Linked DNA regions of Danio rerio: region 2 is linked to region 1. A link is a contact called in public Micro-C data. All regions are on one chromosome and are shown on one strand. The core of a region is the stretch at or near the end of the contact, and the rest is flanking DNA. Distances in the headings are between cores, read along the strand shown. Region 1 overlaps si:ch211-204c21.1. Region 2 has its middle 5.7 kb from the start of si:dkey-84j12.1.

Region 1 (2,700 bases), core at 24-2,523:
ATTTTACATACCAAAACTTATTTTTTGGGATAGCAGATATTAAAGGACTCTTATTCAAAGGACTTAAAAATATTAATTAATTGTAGTCAGCAAGACATATTCAAGATATAATCAAATTTATTATGATCACTTATATTTATTTATTGCTTATTTACATAAACATATTTTTTACACTGCTGTATTATTTAAAACATTAAAGTAGACACTTAAGCCAATTTTTATGAAAATATTTTTTTAAGATAATTGATTTATATTGCAACGAAAGACAGTGTAATAATTTAAATGTTATGTAATGTGCTCTTATATGGTGTATATATTGTTTGTCATTGGCAGAGTTTTGTTTCTTGTTTTTTACTAGAAAAACTATAACATTGTAAAAAAATATATTCCATTTTTAGAATAACTGTAATGGAAACTTGATTTTAAGCAGTTAATACTCCATCTTGACTGTCACATCTTAAACACTGATAATTTTCCTGTGAAAACTTTTGGTTTTTTGATGAATAGAAAAAAATCTGCATTGATTTGAAATAGAAATACATTTACAGTCACGATCAGAATTATTAGCCCTCTTTTGATTTTTATTATTTTTTCTATTTTAAATATTTCCCAAATTATGTTTAACAGAGCAAGGAAATTTGTTTTATTTTGGCTAGAATAAAAGCAGTTTTTAATTTTTTAAACACCATTTTAAGGTCAAAATTATTAGCCCCTTTAAGCAATATAATTTTTCGATAGTCTACAGAACAAACCATCATTATGCAATTACTTGCCCAATTCCCCTAACATGCCTAGTTAACCTAATTAACCTAGTTAAGCCTTTAAATGTGACTTTAAGCTGTATAGAAGTGTCTTGAAAAATATCTAATCAAATATTATCTACTGTCATCATGACAAAGATAAAATAAATCAGTTATTAGAGATGAGTTATTACAACTATTATGTTTAAAAATGTGTTGAAAAAAATGTGTTAAAAATGTACTCTCTGTTAAAAAGAAATTGGAGAAAAAAAATCAACAGAGGGGCCAATAATTCAGGGGGGCTAATAATTCTGATTGCAACTGTATACATTATTATCATTATTTGTTCCCTGTTCTGTATATGTAGGTTGTGAACTTGTGTAACTCTTTTTATCTCTTTTATAGTCTCCTTCAAATGAAAACCTTGGAATGGCTTCATTTGTTTCAGCAGAGCAGTCTGAATCTCCACCTCCTCCACCTGAGAGCTGCTCCGTCAGCAGTCTGTTCAGCAGGAGCCCTTCCTCCACAGACACACTCACAGATCTGGGTGAGAAACTCCACACAATTAACAAATAACCTGACATTTGTGAGCTTCTATTAAAAGCTTTGTCAAAATGTCAGTGATTCTTATTCAAATGAAAGTCAAGTGAGAGTCTGAAAGGAGTGTTGTTTTGTTTATATATTGCTTTTGCTCCAGCAGTATGGAATGATTTTTGTGCCAATAAGAATGAACGTAACTTTATAAAACTGAACGTAACTTTCCAAGAAACGATCAAAAATATGGCACTGCAAAAGAAGAAAATCACAATGAAAACGAAAAAATGAACTCAGTCGAACGAATTTAACATGTTCTTCAAATATGCTTTATTCTTTGTTAATGATTTTCAAACAATCGTTTTCGCGAATCATGGATTTTGAATGCGTTGCCACAGCTTTCGCTTACGCTTCGCAAATTTTCGTTTGCTGTTTTGGCACAAACTTCTCGTGGGGGCGGGCTTAACAGCGATCTACTCTGATTGGCTAATGAGATTTTGATGGACAGTTGCTCTCTAACCTGGAAGCACAGACGGTGACGTCAGTGGAGCGCATATCAAAAAGTTGTTGCGGTGTGCAATACGTCGTGCCTTATGTTAAGTATTATTGTTAGTATTTTACCTACGGTCGGCTCTTTCTAAAGATGGCCTCCCGGGAGAGACACGGAGCGGCATCATCTTCCACCTCATCTTGTCCCTCAGGGCAGCTTGAAGTAAGTTCGTGTTGCTAAAGTAACGTTTATCAATAACATCAATCAAAGTTTTATTCATGTACAGTGTGCAACAGTTCTGGCTTTATTTAACACTTTTATTGTTTAAATGTTGTGTTTAGAAACGTTATACATTTTTGGTTTATTGTGTAAAAACGTTTAATGTATATCAAGATACAGTGTATATATATCAATATAAAATAGATATTGCCTTCTTTTCTTTTAATGCTACTTGGTCAGGACCAAAGACAAGTCACTTTTCCAGGTAGGCACTGAATGATTGCATATAAATTCTAAAGCTTACAGATCTACAGGAGCTACTCTGAAAATCAGTGGCTGCTGTCAACTGTTTGGTTTGCAACATTCTTAAAAATATCTTCTTTAATGATCAGCAGAAGAGAGAAATCTAGGACAAGGCTTAAGTCTTGTCTGAGAAACTGGGCAAAATAGATATGTGATACTGCTTGCAACACTGGTCTGTACAATGTATGTTTAAAGTGATTTTTTTTTTAAATATATATTTAATTGTTTCTCCTGAACCCCTTATTTTATAGATCCTATACCTTGATGCTGCTGAAAACAACAAGGCATCAATTGCTTTCTTGTTTGTCCTGGAGGGTGTTCACAAACATGGGTAGCCTTCAAGGTAAGAACACTGTTAATACGTGTCGTTTATGTAATATCTTAAAGTCTTTTTTAGAGTCAACATCTTAACTA
Region 2 (2,700 bases), core at 178-2,677, 84 kb before region 1:
TATATATATATATGTATATATTAAGTGAGGCACAACCTGTGATGAAATAATGTAATTTACTGATGTTCACCAATGTTTATCCAATATTAGAAGTAATATTATTAGCTAAAAAAATTCTATGGTTCAATTTCTGCTCACGAAGACATCAATAATCAGCGTATGAACCTCAACAGCGGTGACAATTAACAAATTGAACAAAAATCACAAACAGGAGACTAAAAGTGACAAAATCAACAACGTCAACATAAATGGAGGATCAATAAGCTATAGATTGTATTCATACTGCAATGCATGCTGGGATTTTTGTACTTTGCCACACCCAGCAAGTGTAAGGTGTCGGCCAGATCTGGGCCAGAATAAAAGCAAACTGTGACCCAGAATAGGGTCAGTTCTGGTTAATGTAGTTGAATTCTGGCTGATATTTTGTATTGCTTTGGCTTATTTGTGGCCCAGATCTGATAAACAGGAGTGGACCACCCTAGAGCCATCATTCCATTTAGTATGTGGTCCAGATGTAAGTGTCTGGTGTGGGCAGATCTGGGCCAGAATAAAAGCAAACTGTGGCCCAGAATAGAGAAAGTTCTGGTTCATTTGGTTGAATTCTGGCTAATGTGTGATATTGCTTTGGCTTATTTGTGGCCCAGATCTGATAAACAGGAGTGGATCACCCTAGAGCTATCATTCCATTTAGTATGTAGTCCAGATGTAAGTGTGTGGTGTGGCCCAGATCTGGGCCAGAATAAAAGCAAACTGTGGCCCAGAATAGGGTCAGTTCTGGTTCATTTGGTTAAATTCTGGCTGATATGTGATATTGTTTTGGCTTAATTGTGGCCCAGATCTGGCAAACAGGAGCGGAGTGCCCAAGTGCCTTTATTCCATGCGGTATGTGGGCAAGGCTGTAAGTGTCTGGTGTGGGCCGGATTTGAGCCACATGAATTTTGCTTGCTGGGAAGGACTTTGAGAGACAGTCTAAAGAATAGGCTACTGGGTTATTTTAATCCTATTTGTGGTTTTAATTGCTGGGTTAAACAATTAATTAAAACAAAATAATAATAATAAACCCAGAGTTGAGTTTGTGTTGACTCAAAATTGAAACAACCAAGCTTTTTTGTTAGAGTCCTGTATAGCTTTTCACTCAATTTTCTGTTTATTTTAAGACGCAACAGAAACATTTTCTGTCAAAATGTAAAACCCTAATGATGTATTTATTAACAATAATAATTATTTTCTGTTAGTGAAACACCATCACTGTTATTGACAAGTCTTAATATCTCCCAGATGTCTCTCTGTAGGCCTGAGGATGGTCACGCTGCTTCACTTTGTCCAGCTGGACCCCCAACAGCTGCCTGACGCTCACGTGCTCACACTTACTGCTGTCAGACCTGCTGGAGTTCAGCCTGAGGAATGGAGGTCAGTGTGTGTGCGCGCGCACGTGTGTGTGTGTGAGTGGGGTTTTTGGAGGACCACCCACATTTTCCACATGCTTATTCAGCGCTCGTGGTGTTTCTCATCTCTTCTTCTCAGACTATAAACCGATGACTCAACAGTAAAACACACACATATACAGAATATATACACACTGTATATACACACTATACAATAGAAAATTTACAGCATAAGTATAATAATTATATACTGAAATCTTAAAAATACAGATTTGCCTTCACAGGAGCAAAACTAAACTTAATTTGTTAAAAATCTGTGGATTCATGCGGAATGATTTTGGTAGCATCATAGCTAAAACCTTAAAAGTAATACCTTTTTTAACTTGTATTTAATGTATTTAATGCACATACAGTAGCAACTGGCAATCATATGTTGCTAAATGAATGTTTATTGCATTGCGGGGTCATTTGTTAAGATAATGATTCGTTTCTGTTCACGTTAATATTTACTAACTCAGCTTGTGGAAAAAAACTTATAGAGATGATAGTTAATTATGTGACTCTCATTGTCAACACCTGAATATGAGTATAGAACAAGTAGTTCAGTACATTTGTATATAACCATTGTTTCATTTAACTAAATGTGCTTTTTTACTTTCATAAAAAACAAACTATTGCAACCATATTGTAATTGGTAAATATCTGGCAACCACAGCTGTTTTTTCCATACATTTAACAGATTTCTTGTATACACTTCATGTACTATTAATTTTTACATCGTCATCACATCAAGAACTACTATGATATAAATGACTATTGATATAACTATTAAAGAGTCCCTGTCATGGACTTTTAAAAATACTTTCCATAAATTGTGCAACACAGCTCTAAGTGAATGAAAACATCTAGCTGAAGGTTAAGTGCACTATGTTTGAAATTATTGATTCATCCATAAAAGTGTCGACTCATAAATGACTTGTTGTTCGTCTGGATCTTTGTATCGACTTCGACACGAAACAATAGCAAATATGAAATGCCGGATGAGGGTAAAACGTGAACCTGCCTTTTGCTTCATACACTAGCAGAGTGTAGGTGTGTGTGGGACTGATCATGACTTAGGATGAGTAAACATTAATGAATTGTGAATAGTAAATTATTAATGCAATAATCTAACCTGCAACGGGGGATTTGTCAGACGTTTGTTACAGGAAGGATCAGAAAAGACTATTGATGTATGGGATTTTGTTAGAGATTCGCAGGAGCTTTAAAGTACACAGTTCATGGATCAGATTCTTCCTCCAATTAAATGGGTGCC

What was found. A called contact is a pair of places that touch in the nucleus more often than the background predicts.
Region 2: a contact with region 1 is called in a Micro-C map of caudal fin, with 6 times the contacts expected there. The contact joins two enhancer-like sites. A contact is called at or near these places in 2 of 18 Hi-C or Micro-C datasets (caudal fin and embryo).

The regions. Positions count from the first base shown.
Region 1 is chr5:44,712,209-44,714,908 of GRCz12tu, reverse strand. si:ch211-204c21.1 reads left to right here. Exons shown (of 14, transcript XM_021471673.3): 11 at 1,146-1,287. Among named protein-coding and RNA genes, the nearest start is that of zgc:112966, 5.6 kb to the right of the region's middle. Within about 2 kb of position 1,273, at least 3 of the 62 cell types and tissues checked have an H3K27ac peak or open chromatin away from gene starts, as enhancers often do.
Region 2 is chr5:44,796,373-44,799,072 of GRCz12tu, reverse strand. No RefSeq gene overlaps it. Among named protein-coding and RNA genes, the nearest start is that of si:dkey-84j12.1, 5.7 kb to the left of the region's middle. Within about 2 kb of position 1,427, at least 23 of the 62 cell types and tissues checked have an H3K27ac peak or open chromatin away from gene starts, as enhancers often do.